Linked DNA regions of Drosophila melanogaster: all the other regions are linked to region 1. Evidence: chromatin contacts called from public Hi-C and HiChIP or PLAC-seq data. All regions are on one chromosome and are shown on one strand. The core of a region is the stretch at or near the end of the contact, and the rest is flanking DNA. Distances in the headings are between cores, read along the strand shown. Region 1 holds the start of rux (roughex). Region 2 holds the start of Grip (Glutamate receptor interacting protein). Region 3 holds the start of CG12728.

The links. A called contact is a pair of places that touch in the nucleus more often than the background predicts. HiChIP or PLAC-seq counts read pairs in DNA pulled down with a chosen protein or histone mark.
Region 2: a contact with region 1 is called in a Hi-C map of the Kc167 cell line, with 3 times the contacts expected there. The contact joins the promoter of Grip here to the promoter of rux in region 1. A contact is called at or near these places in 24 of 107 Hi-C or Micro-C datasets (the Clone 8 cell line, the Kc167 cell line, the OSC cell line and 10 more) and 1 of 6 datasets of contacts at active chromatin or transcription factors (the Kc167 cell line).
Region 3: a contact with region 1 is called in a POLR2A S2P HiChIP or PLAC-seq map of the Kc167 cell line, with 6 times the contacts expected there. The contact joins the promoter of CG12728 here to the promoter of rux in region 1. A contact is called at or near these places in 21 of 107 Hi-C or Micro-C datasets (the Kc167 cell line, the S2 cell line, brain and 9 more) and 2 of 6 datasets of contacts at active chromatin or transcription factors (both in the Kc167 cell line).

What each region holds. Positions count from the first base shown.
Region 1 is chrX:6,034,494-6,039,065 of dm6, reverse strand. It overlaps rux (roughex), which reads left to right and starts at 1,266. Exons shown (of 3, transcript NM_001258611.1): 1 at 1,266-1,308; 2 at 1,948-1,997; 3 at 2,088-3,313. The coding sequence starts at 1,976. The coding sequence ends at 3,073. It overlaps MCTS1 (Malignant T cell amplified sequence 1), which reads right to left and starts at 1,174. Exons shown (of 4, transcript NM_132060.4): 1 at 1,087-1,174; 2 at 873-1,025; 3 at 501-803; 4 at 1-190. The coding sequence starts at 1,097. The coding sequence ends at 109.
Region 2 is chrX:5,963,670-5,968,305 of dm6, reverse strand. It overlaps Grip (Glutamate receptor interacting protein), which reads right to left and starts at 2,027. Exons shown (of 10, transcript NM_132057.3): 1 at 1,569-2,027. The coding sequence starts at 1,740. fs(1)M3 (female sterile (1) M3) reads left to right here and starts at 4,059. Exons shown (of 7, transcript NM_132056.5): 1 at 4,059-4,636. The coding sequence starts at 4,149.
Region 3 is chrX:5,940,000-5,944,613 of dm6, reverse strand. It overlaps CG12728, which reads right to left and starts at 2,008. Exons shown (of 5, transcript NM_001297989.1): 1 at 1,773-2,008; 2 at 1,526-1,711; 3 at 1,321-1,459; 4 at 1,003-1,237; 5 at 1-941. The coding sequence starts at 1,931. The coding sequence ends at 227. CG3726 reads right to left here. Exons shown (of 7, transcript NM_001297988.1): 4 at 3,999-4,614; 5 at 3,518-3,642; 6 at 3,343-3,449; 7 at 2,762-3,265. The coding sequence ends at 3,210.

The sequences.
Region 1 (4,572 bases), core at 17-2,516:
ATTAGTAGAAAAAAATAATAATCAGGACTCAGTTGCGTATATCAAAAACCATTCTTTGCTCTCATGACATAGAAGACTAAAAAGTGCAAGTGCAGATTCCTATTTCGCCTACTTCACGGGCTTCGACTTCCACAGGCCGTCGTTGAGGAAGTGGTACGTCTCGATACCGATGCCTTTGTTCTTCGCCAGACTGTGGAAAAGTCAAGAGAAAAGAAAGATGTTCATGGTTTATTCAAATTTAAAAAATATGCACACGGCTCAGCAAATTGGTAACATTGTCCATTTATGATTATTCTTTCACAATTTGATTTTTCCAAGCTCAAGAATATTTCAAAGTTACAAAGCTTTACCATATTTAACCTAGCAACAAACTACTACGTTTGTATTATAAAACAATGTCAAAGACGAACATTTAAACACATTTAAGTAAACTAAATGCAAGCATATAAATTAATATTCTTAGATATTAACTACTAAAGAAGTGGTAGAAGCACACTTACATTTCCTGTGTGGATAACGTGAGGAGTCCAACGGCCAGGGCGTGCTCCTTGCCCTCAGCCATGATGGCCACCACGGTGTCCTTGTCGGCCGGCGTCATACAGGCGCCTGGCGATGTGAGGCCGGGACACATGACGTTCGCTCCGCTCAGGACGAAGCGGATGGCGCCTTTGTCCACTTGCTGCATGGTCACGAAGTAGGGGAACTTGTGCAGGAGGCGCAGGGTAGGCATCCAGGGGCCATCGCGGTGGCGAAAGAACACCTGGTCGCCGGCTCCGTTTAGCAGCAGTTCGATGTGGTCATGGCTGGTGGAGGAGTAGGGATCGGGAATATGAATGGAGTTATGTGCTGTGGCAAGAACTGAGCCATCCTACCACTTGGCGATGCGGTACGAGTCCTTCTTGGGCAGGATCAGGTCGATGTGACTCTCCAACTTGGGATAGGCCTCCAGCAACTTGGCACGTATGCCCTTCTGCACAGACGACTTCAGCTGCTGAATGCTGGAAATGCTGTCCTTCTCTTCGAATCTGCACAGATCGAATTGCTATGGTTAGTCTGATGTCCCCATCTAACTCATGCCATACGTACTTTTTGAACATTTTGCACGATTTCCTTGCGTTCTTTTTTCGTGGTCGACGGTGCTAATCCGTCTTCAATGTATGATAGAAGGTATCGGTTAGAGGTGGAGAAACATCGATGCCAACTCGATGTCATCGATGTTTTCGAAAAATCACAAGCATCGATGTGTTTCGAGGAATCATCGATGGTTTTCCATCGATACTGCGCATCGGAGATAAAAGTGTATAAATTGTACGTAAAAATTAATTTTCCATAAACGTGTAAGCGTGCACGTGCTCGTATGTATACTGGCTTACTTATCCATTGAATTGGACTAATTAGTATTTTTGTTTTATGGGAGCACTTACTGGACCGGCGACGTATGAAAAGCAATATTATGTTAGCAATATTAAAGAAGAAAATAATTCTTAAGTTGTAAACGACTAAGTCTGCCAAAGATCGATGTTTTTCGCCAAACACATCGAAAACATTGAGTCCGCCAACATCGATGTTTCTCCACCTCTAGTATCGGTTATAGAGCTTGGCCCGCTGTGCGGTGTGACCAGTTCTCAGCGGAATGCCAACTATCGCCCCTCAAGTGTGCATGCGATATATGGTATTAACAATTAACGTTTAAATAAAAATCAAACAATATTAATAGACTTAACAGATTAAAGTAATGTGATTTTTACAAGTACAACTAACGTAAAGATTTATCGGGACAACAGTAGCCGAATTACAAGTAGGCGCTGACCCCTGACCCCTCGAGCCGATAGCTAGCGTCACTTTCAACACTGGCCGATATGGCATATTACCAAAACATTGTTGTATCAACAACATAGTGTCCAAGTCGAATTGTATATATTGTAAATTATATTTATTTTTTATAAGCGCAATCGCATGAAAATACTTGAAGGAAATGAGCGCTCCAGAAGAACATAGTAAGTGGCAAACCAACGGATAACAGCTGTATGCGATTGGGCTGATCAATAGGAATCGCATCGCATCTCATCCGCTTGCTTTATTTTCAGAGGAGACGCCTTTGGAGGTGATCCATGAGTTCATCAATGGCGTAGATGATGGGACCATACGCCGCGACCTGGGGGAGGACTGCATCCTCAGCTTCTACAGTCGAAATGTGCGTGGCGCCAAGGCAATCACCGGATTTTTGAGAAACCAGTTGACAATGCGCTACAAGCACGAGGGATTCGAGGAAGCAGCACAAATTGAGTGGGGCGACGAACTTCTGCTGAAGGCGCGCTTCGGCAGATCGTTTGACTCGGAACGTCGTCGCATCTACGAGGAGAAGGAGCGCACAGGCACCACTCTGCATGTGCGTCCAGAGAGCGATGACGAGGAGGTAAATGAAAAGTTTTCCTCAACCCTGATCACACCGCCCCGTCCATCGAGCTACAATTTGAACTCCCTGAAGTATGTGGAGGCGTGTGGCCTGTTGAACAAGCGTAATGAACATATCTACGGCGGCCTGGACATGGGCGAGTCATGCGCGGTCCACCTTACTTTGGGCTATCGGAGCACCTTTCTGCCCGGCGGTCAAGTGAGCGGCTTTGAAATCTGCCTGGCTGTCTACGATCGGGGTCTGACAAGCCTCAAACGATCCACTCTGATTCCGCCACTGTGCAGCATTTCCTTTGCACGACGGGCCAGCGCCCGATGTAATCCAACCACCGATGATGAGGAGGATACCGAGGAGGATTCAACGCCGCCAACAGCGAGGCGCTGCGTGCGTCGTACTTTATTTACAGAGGAGAACACTCAGAAAGAAGAGGATGCCGATTTCATACCCGTGGTGGAGCAAGAGCAGCCAGCACCGCAGGAGCAGCCAGCACCGCAGCAGGCTGAGGAGACTGGCGAGGTAGTGATCCCCGTAGATATATCCACAGCCTTGAAGACCACAAATTTCAGCAGCTGTACACCGAGGAAACGACAACAGGCAACCAATGGCAACGAAGTAGTGCGTAAACGTGCGACGGGACCAAGGCGGATGCGTTTCTAGACCGGACAGATATTTAAACAGCTATAGTCCCTAGTTGCTTTTCCAAATTTACGTAGCACAATTATTTTCTTTGGCTTTCGAGGATACCCGACAAATTTCCGTAATTATTTGAACAAGACTGATTGCACCCGCTTTGGTTCCGCTTCCTGGGACCCCGCGTCGCGCTAGGCTAAACTACAATATGTATTGTTTTACATAATCCCCTGTATTTATTTGTGTATTAAAGTTCAATGTTTATTTAAGCCAATCTTTTCTTACCGTTAGTTTTTAGTTGCCTTATTACAAAAAAATGCATCTGATGGGGTGATATTGTTGAATATTTAATTTCAAGTTGAATATCGAGTATGCATGCATATCAGTTAGTCAATGGAATGAAATGGTTAACAGAGGTAAAATAAAAACGTTTACTCATTTCTCAATGTCAAATGTTTCTGGTTTGTGCCTCGGCTAGATCAGTTTTTCACAACCGTTCCCAGTAACTGAGACCGCTATTGGTGTATAGGAAAATCAGGCGAACTATAAAATAGTTTCTATAAACTGCGAGTGTTAGTTACTTAGTCATTTAATATGATGTTCTAAAGGCACAAGTGCAAGTAGAAAAATTGATAAAAGCCAAGAAAATCAAGAAAACTTTTCATTGCATCACGTCAACTTTATAAAATTGATTCAATAAATTGTTGAATATAAATCCTGGCAACTTGAGATGCCATAAATATGGGCTTCTGAAATGTTGTATATGACATAAGGCCATCGATGCCTTCGTGAATAATGCCTGACATACTATATAGCCGGCTAATACCGGCAGAGATCAGACGTGAGAGAACCTAATAAATCGTCGCTCCTGTTGTCGCCACTCTCAAGTGGGTGGGCTTATTCGGCAGGTCTATTTTCGTACCGCCAGGGGGAAAAATTGGATGGGAAATAGAAAGAAAATCCATTTGATTAAAACGGTATGCCGGGGCGGGAAAATCGTAAGCAGAGGGTGGTTCGCTAGCTGGTTCGCATTAAGACATCAAATAGACAACAAAGTGAGCGCTTGGTGGGGTCTCAACGTTCTGGATGTGCTCTCTGGACCCGGCCCAAAACCCCGAGAGCAGTTCGAATCGTTAAGCCAGCCAAGTGGAAAAGGCAGACTCCTTCTCCTCATCCTCACTATCCTCCCCATTCTCCTCCACCTCATCATCTTCCTCCACCTGCTCTTCCTGCTCTCTGGTGCTTGAAATTAGATTTCTGCCGTTGGTCGGCATTCGTTACGAGGTTTACGGCGGCACACGCTCTGAAATTCACCAGTCATACGATTCGCATACACTCAAATATGGGAAAGTAACATATTAGGTACTTAAAGTTAAGAACTATTGCCTAATACAAACTCTTTATACACCGAAACTCTTTTGAGCTCTATATGTAGTTTTGGAAGTTGTAACACTTATTAAATAACCTTTTTAATGTATGCTACACAAAATAAGTAACGATACATACACCTTAAATGGTTAGTTATT
Region 2 (4,636 bases), core at 778-3,277, 72 kb after region 1:
TCTCGAAAGGCCTTCAAGCTTCCACTATGCATACACTTGAAAACTAAGCAAGACCAATTATAATGAAGCCTTAAGCTAAACCTATTCAAGCTGCTATTATCTTGACCACTGCTGTACGACTTCATCTAGTCATTTGGCATCAATTGACGATTGTCTGGCCCAGTAAGCGCATCCACATCGACCAACTGCCACCAGCAGAAGCTGCATTCTGGCCAGGCACTTGGCCTTATCTACCAGATACAATCTGTGGCATTCCGCGCAAGAAAATTAAGCAATGAAAAGGGGCAACAGCAACAGCAATAGCAACAGTTGGAGCAACAACAATGCGGAGCATCAGAAATATTTAATTAAATGCTTAATTACGCTTGCCATGCCATAAATTCATCAAATGCAATTTAAGCCCGCGCACACGAACAGATGCAGATACTTTTGTATCTCCTGCGCTTCTCTACTTCACCCATAGCACATCGGTATCTGGTTTCCTTCTCTTCTGGCCTTTTCATTCATTGGAAAGTTCAACTGCAGTTGCAATTGGAGTTGGGCCATCATTTTACGCCGCTAATGCCTTAACTGGCATAAATCCCAGCCGCCTTTTTCCTCGCGTCCATCCTGGCGGCACTTTTAGATCATTAATCCGCGAAAGATCAACGGAAAAGCTGAAAATAAAAAGAGAACAGCGTTCGCGGAACGGCTTTTAAGATCCTCAAAAAGGGGTGTCCTATCTAGATCTCAACTTATGATAGGTCAAAGTTGAAACAGTAGCCATGGAGGTGGGCGAAACTGATACTCTTTTCTTCCAAGCTAATTTATTATAGGTACACCAAATTCTCGGTATTTCTCTTTGAGATTGCGCAATCCATTCAATTAGGTCTTCCTTCAATTGATGGGAAATGCATCTGATCATCTGCTTATCTGATCAGCTCCAATTAGTCATGATATATAGAGCAATATAGCAGCGAACCGTTGAACTTCACTGATTTGGCAATCCAATTCGATTGCCATTCGATGGCCGGGTAATCCATCAAACTGCCTGCTGATCCTATTAAACCAATCGCTGGGTAATCAAGGGTCAGGTCACCCAGCTCCATCGGCTCCATGGGGGGTTTCTTTATTTCTTTGAGGGAAGGGGCGTTGCAATTGACAAATTTCGAGCGATCGGAAAATGAAAACGAAATGCGAGCAATTACTTTCAATTGAAAATGTCAAACATTGTCTTGGCCCACAAGCACACACTGAGCGAAAACTATATTTTCAACAGCACTTGGATGCTTGGATACTTGGATATAGAGATGCAAACACACCGTCGGATATTTGTATACAAATCTATATCTAAAGTCAAGCACTTGAGGGCCAAACGCAAGCACCTTGGGCGGAAATGCGATAACCCTGAGCGGGCGGGGAAAAGACGGAAAGTCGGCAAGTCGAAAAGGCGGAAAAGCGGAAAATGGGAGCGCACATGTTGGGCGCTTTTAGATGATTTTTGGCTGGCTATCTGCTGTGGAAGGAAGTGGGTTGGGGGAAATGGGAAAATTGGAAAATTCGAAGATTGGGAAAGCCCCATCACTTACCGGATAACATGGGCGCCAAGGCAGTGTCCGTCGGCGGATGATGGTGTCCATTGAAGGAGTTGTTGTGCGACTCCTGTTGCTGTTGTTGTTGCTGCTGTTGGTCCTGTTTTAGGGCGGCCGATTTTCCGGGCACACAGCCACCAATGGGCTTCTTCGATTTCCACAGTTTCATCTTGAGTTTTCTTTTCTCCAACTTCTCCCCAAATGGGAAAACGCAGCGATCTCTACGATTTTTCAACACTCATGGCAAATTTGGCATTTTCACAAAAAAAAAACTGTATATTTAAAAAAAAAAAAAAGGTAAAGTAAATTTAAAAACGAATTCGGTTTCCAATCGATATCGGGAAATTCGAAAACAATTTGGAAATTCAACGGCTGCGGCGGCGACGGCGACTGCGATGCGACTGAACCTGACGATGCGCGCACGTCCGCGGAGCACGGCCAAAAGTTGCACAATGAGCGATCTTGCCGCCAGTACTAGAGGTGGTAGAATTAACGATGTAACATCGATAGTATCGATGTTGCAGAACATTTTTGTTAACTTTGATGTTGAATTTTGTTATTGAATCCTTTATTGCAAATGAGTTTATATTTTTAGATAAATTTGTAGATAATAGTTAATCGAAAGTTTTTGTATAACCCGTATTAAATGTGTGTATGTATATATATGAAAATAAATAAGTAATAATAAAATATATTTGTATGTTTTAATTTTCATATTTATTAATACGAATACGAATGCACACAAAAAGAACAGAAAGAGTAATATTTTTCGTTTATTTTTCGATAGTCAATGTTCTCGCCATAAAACATCGAAAACATCGACGGCGACGAGCATCGATGTTTTTCCAGCTCTAGCTCTAGCTGCGTGACTCACTCGCGAGGAGAAAAGGAAGAGAAAAAGGAGAGCGAGAGTGGTGCGTAAGCGGAGCGCTTTTTGGGGAGTTTTGGCTACTGGAGAAAGAGTTTTCTCTCGCTCTTACTCTCGTCCTCTCTCTGGCAGAAGAGTATCCCATTGGGGAGGCACTCAAATCACAGACCGCCACTCCAAAAGCGCCGTTATGAGCCCGCTGATGAGCCGCAGGCATGACAATCAGCTGCTTCTGTTAACCGTTAAGCGGTAGTCCGAAATGGTTAATGGTTTAGTGTGTTGGGGGAGGGGTGACTTGGGTTTTGGCCTGTGACGCCAAACGCCAAACAACGAACGCAGAAAAAAATGCTCCCAAAACGGGTGTCGCGAATTTGCTAATTAGTCACGAAAAGCGCGACGGCAACTGCTCGAAATGGTCAACAGAAACAGGACACAACAAAAACCGAAATGAAATGAACCAAATCGGCAGCACGCAACCAGTGAGCACATCTGCTGAAACCAACAGCTGGTATTAGCCATGCACTAAGCCAACTAGAAATGGTACAAACTTAAAAGGGCATTCAGGAAAGTTACATTTTGAAAGTTTAAAACATAAAAGCCAATTTTGATCTACAAAATTTTAAGTTCACCTCAATTTAACATCCGATTGTATGTTTTGCTCTTATTTATTTTACAATTGTATATTCGTTACACTGGAATGTTGTTTGCATAACATGTCAATGCTGCGATCAATCAGATTTTGGGCAAAGTAAATATTTCAGCGGGTGTTCCCAACGGATGCCCCCAAATCCTGACCCCGAGGGCGATGACATGAATACCGTTTTCCTCTTGTACACCTATTAATACATATTTATATGTGCCTTAAATCCGATTTAACTGCAAGTACAAATGTGGCCACCTTTTAGGTTAAAGCTGCGGATTTATGGGTGACTTGGTAAGGCCCATTCCGCCCCCAAAATATTTCACATACATATGTATGTATGTGCATACATACGTACATATAAATTTATTTTTATGCGATTCCCTCTTCCGTGTTAAATGCTCTCTTCCTTTCTATCTTTTTTTTTTTGGTGGCTCGAGGTTTAATGTCTTTAATGACCTCGACTAATGATCGAAGCTGATTGATTCAGCAGAAACGTCGAAGGCACTCTCCAAGTTTGTCTGCCTTATTTTTAGATCCCCAGCCTTATATGCCCCATTCCCCACTGCCCAACCCCGTACGAAAAATTTAATTCCCAGTCCAAGGTGTCACTGCTGCAGGCGGAGAAAGCAGGACGGAGAGACGCGGATTGACTGACGAGTGCCGAGAAAATCGGGGAAAACTAATGCGACACATGGGAAAAATGCTCGTTGAGCGCACAAATGAAAGCACTTTCCGTTGCCTACATTCAGGCTGAGAACTCAAATCGGAAAACCAGGAACTACAAAAATATACATATTTCACTCTACATATAGTAACTCTGTTTATTCCACTGTAACGGAATAACAACAACTGTTCGATGAGTTTTTGTCTTTCGCGCGCTTTCCGTCACTCACAGTATTTCTTTTCATTTTACAGTTATACTAGAGCTCTCTCACGAAGTATAAATTGGTTTACAGTTACGAACAAGAGAAATGGCACACCAAAAGTAATGTGCCATGTGAATGGATTGAATATATCATTGTAGTTTAGTATCACTAGATACAACAGTCCCTGCAATCCTTGCGAAATGATTTCGCCAAGCGTGTGTGCAGCATTATTTAGTGTGTTAGTGTTAAATAGCTATATCGCCCAAGTACAAAGTGAATTATCAGCAGCAGAAGTCGCTGGAGATCCGAGTGCTGCCCAGCTGCTGCCCAGTTCCTGTCGCAATGGGTTGAATGGCAGTAGCTCTGGCCCGGAAATCCGTCTGCCCTTTGTGGACATGATGGTGCGCCATGAGAAGCCACTCTTTGTGCTCCGCGAACCGGAAGAGGATCTACTTTTACTGCTCCATGGACACGAGATTTTTCAGCTGCACGTGGCCACTGGGGAGAGGCGTCTAGTGCCGCTTGGTTACTTGGCGGGCCAGGTCAGTGGTCGCAGAGCTCTCGGAGCAGAGGTTGTGGCCTGGCGGGAGTTCCTGCTCCTTGCCATCGTTCTGGATGATTCCATGGAGGTTTACCAGTTGCCCAAGGAACTGCTCCTATCCGAAGATCCAGCCACACAGGTGAGCTT
Region 3 (4,614 bases), core at 759-3,258, 95 kb after region 1:
TCTTTTTAATATCTACAACACTATACAGTTCTTTGTTTCATTTGATTGCTGTTCGATGGACTTAGGTACGAATACCTAATCAACAAATGGAATCATGTATTTTATCCTTTTATCACTAAGGACTTGTTTTTATCTAAAAAAAAAAAAAAAAAACAAAAAAAAAAAACGTATGTACTAAGTGTGAAGTTTTGCTTGTAGCACCATTTAGAATGAGATCGTTTCCAAATTATTTTTGCGCTAACTTATTGATATAGCTCTGGATCGCTTTTTCGATGCGTTCAGTTGAGTAAATCAGTACGGCTTTGATATCTTCCAGCACAGTTCGAAGAATTAAATCCCAATTCTGATCGGACTTTCCGACTTTGGGTTCTTGGATGAGTTCCCTTGGGGCATCGTAAAACTCTTTTAAAGATTCAACCTTCTTTATGACGAAATTGAAAGCGTTCGATGCCTCCCTAGTGACCTCTTCATATTCAGAAGAAGCATCCTCATCTTTAGAAGAAGTATCCTCATCTTTAGACGGAGCATCCTCATCTTTAGAAGAAGTATTCTCATCTTTGGAAGAAGCATCCTCATCTTTAGAAGAAGCATCCTCATATTTAGAAGAAGTATCCCCATTTTTAGAAGAAGCATCCTCATCTTCAGAAGAAGCATACTGTTCCTGAGATGCAAGTTCATATACACCACTTCCGACGGTTGGATTAAATTTGGTTAGTTTGGCCGACCATCCTTGGGAAAGCCCCGAAGATGTGGATGACTCTTCGTCATCATCAGTGAGATCATTCTTGGTGTCCATTGGCGCTAGCTCTACTTTTAAGATTAAATTTACGTTTGTCTCTTGGGAACTCTGCGAGCTTTTGTACTCGACAAGCGGATTGGAGCGGCGCTGCATTACCTTGCGCTCCATATGATTGGTATTGATTTCAAGAGCCTTGCGCTTCCTGCAATTGCGAAAACATATCTTATTAATCGGTAAATGTGAACACATTGTACCAATCCCACCTAATGCGAGGAGCTTCTTTTGGGCTTGATGCCTTCGAAGAAGCAAAGTAGCCGTTTGACGAAGAATAGGGCGCGACATCCCGTGCCCATGGCGAAGAAAGCGATGTCCAATTAGGCGATGGCTTATCAGCAAAAAAAGTACTCTGCGCCTTCTGGTAGGCAGCGGAACAGTCCAGCAATTGCTTGTGCTTATTCATAAAAGCCTCGAGATCAAAGGGCTTGGTTTCCACAGTCACTAAAGAAGGCATAAGGTTTTGCGATTACTAAGCGAATGGAATGGACAAAAACTTTCGATTTGCAAACTTGCTCTTAACTAACCTTTGCGCAGCTGGCATCCCTCGGTGCGATACTGGTTCAGCTCCTTGTCCTTGGCATGGATAATCCCTAGCAGAAGGGGTATCTGAACCCGTAGTCCCAAAGCCGTGGACATTGTGTTCAAGAACATTTGGCTATACAACTTTGGGAATAATGGCACCAATTATTATAGTTCTTGGAACTGATTCTGCTAAAGTCAGTTACTGACCTGTGCGGCATCCATGGGTCTCAGGTGCCATTCCCACTTGAGGAAAACTTTGAAATTCGCCATGGCATACTTCAGTTTCAGGACGTTCAATGGGTGCTGGTAATCCTGTTCGACATGCAATGGATCCTTGTTGAGCAGGACCTGGCGCACCAATTCCTCGGGAAACTTCACACGCGCGTTGAGCGTCTGGTCGAAAAAACGTGTTGCACTCACACTATTTCACCACATGAAAATGCGGAAAACTTACTTTCAAACGCTGCTGGTAATCGCGTTTCATCAAAGTCTCGGAGTAAGTCCACTTCTCGCGAGGACGGAAAACGTGAATAGTTAGGGTTTCATCATGCTGCCCCTCAGTGCAGGCGAACAGGTGCTGCAAGCCATTTATATTCACTACTTTCAATAGCATTTTGAAGTTACGTTTAGAAGGATCAGAAATCAAAGGAAAGAAACATCACTGACGCACGCCGTAGAGATGAAAAAGAATCGATAGTACCGTCTAGGTATCGAATTCTTACCAATCTATCGATTGTTCTTTGGCGGTAACGATGGTGATGTATAAAGATAACAAAACTGGGATGTAACTCTATACCTATTTGAACTAACCATTCATAAATCAAAGATACTTTATAACAGCATTATATTATATATTATAATATTATTATTTTATTATAATATGAAACAAGTAGTACCTAAACCTTTATGTGTTCACGCCACATCAACAGAGTCTGAGCGTAGGCTGGACGTATAATAGGTAACCGCAGGGCTTTCCTTAAAACGATCAATTCTGACATACTTTTTTTGCAAGGAAATGCATGGATAGAATAATATTTTTGTGATTTCCTGGTCAATATCTCTTAGTTTTCCTGTTATTCTTGATCCCCTAATTAGTTTTTTAATATTTTTAATATTTTTCGTGGCTTGTTAGAAGGAAATGAAAGAAATAATTTTGATATCTTGTATATTGAGTTATAGCATTAAATATATAAATTGTTAATAATGCCGTTCAGGAAAAACGATAGTATCGAATTTTTGCTCTAAACCCATCGAAAACATCCCACCTCTAGCTCGCAGCAGTTCGTCGGTATCGGGCTTCAATCGGACTGTAAATAGGTATAGGTGACCAACTATATTGGCGCCACAATTTGAATCCAAAGAGCCGTAGAAAGGAAGTACTTGATATCGTTTTGAACATATTTTAATAGATATTACTTTATTTGTTTTAAACATATATTTTTTGTATGTAATACATATTGTTTGTGTTCCTTTTCGTTAGCTTATCAAAAAATTCACTTCACTTCCGTGTTATTTTATCGATTAACTAGATTCCATAGTTTATGGTGTTGAATTTCACTACCAAGAGAAATGTATTTACCACTAAAACCACACGTGTCCGTGCGTATTTCAATTAACTAATCCACGTGGTTGTATTTATAGACATGTATTTATATTATATTATATATTATGTAATAATAAGATCCTAAATGTGTAGATCAGTTATAGTTGTGACCCACCGATGGGAACAACACATTAATGTGGGAATTCAGGATTCAGGAAAGCATTACTCAGGATCCAAAACTAGCCTCGTCTAGCTGTCTTTCATCCTTCTGTTGTAATCCTAGATCAGCCTGTGGCGACGTTTGAGGCTTTTCTGCAGTTTCGTTATGGTTGTGGCATTGGTTGGTCCTCAAATCTGCGGACGTGTCCATAGCTCGCTCAGATCCTTCTTCAGCTTGCCCAGCTCTGCAAGTAGGGATTGGTTTGGACTTAATTCCCCAGTAAGTTGGTTATTTGTCAGCACATTTGTAGATCTTTCTTACCCAGCTGAGCTGGAAGGACGCCCCCGTTGCGGAATCCCAAGTCGAAGCGAGGCTGAACTCCCATCTGACTGGTCGAGGTGGATCCAGAGTTCCGGAAGGCGGTGCCACTATATCGTAATAAAGACGGTGATTTAAAATCTACATACATTCAGTAACTGGAAGCACTTCAACGCACCTGTAAGGATGCTTAAGGCAGCCATAGACCTCGCGGTAACGCCCATACAGAGTGCCATAGGAGACGCCCAGAATTCTGGCGGCCTTCTTCATCTCGAGTCTTTTGTTTTTAATGGCGTCCAACACCTGAAAGATTCCAAAACAAAAATATTTTAATATTTCCGATTTCTCGACCATTATTATTATCATTACATTGCCAAGGTTTTTAGGTATTTGACGACGTCACACCTAAGCAATTAGCTTAATTTGCCCTTTTCATAGAAGCTTGCTTAACTCGTAGTTTGGCGTTAAAACAAGGTAAAAAAAAAAAACGACAGAAGCAAAAAAGAAAACAAAAACTAAACTTGAAAACAGAAGAAGTGTATACTTTTTAGCTAGTTTTAATTGGTCAGTATTTCAACTGCCTGGCCAATATGAATTATAATATTTACTATTCAATATTTTAAACATTTATAGCTGACAAAACTTAAAATTTGCCTTACGCGCTTGGTGAATGGCTCTTCCCAGAACTGTGGACGCCGCCCCTTAGCCAGGTAGTCGTCCATCTTGATGACGTCCTGCCACTGCGACAGCTCCTCGTTGGTCAGTCGCAGTTCGGCGGCATCGTAGTCCTCCAGCTTGATGTCGGGATAGTCGGCGGCGGCACCGGTTCCACTGCCACTTACATCCTGACCACCGTTTCCGTTTCCGGCTGAGGCATTTGCCACTGCAGCGGCGGCTGCTGCAACGGCCACAGCTGCGGTGGCGGCGGCACTGGCCACATTCGGTGCAAATTCGTGGGCCATCAGCATGCCATGTTCGTTGATCAAGTAGGAGGATCCAAGCGATCCGGATCCAGTTCCAGAACCGGAGCCACCGCCTGCGGCAGTCACGCCTCCCTCGTATTTGCAGGCAAAACTAGCTGGTATGACGACCGTAGGACGCGGCGACTCTGCCCTATTTGCCACCAGATGCTCGTTCTCGATCTCTTCCACCGGTTGCGGCAGCTCATCGGGCTCCTCCTTGGGCGGATCAACCTCATCCTCTCCAGACTTCTCATAAAGGCGACGAGCATGACGTAATTTGCCATGGCGTTCGCGACGCTCGCCTATCTTTTCC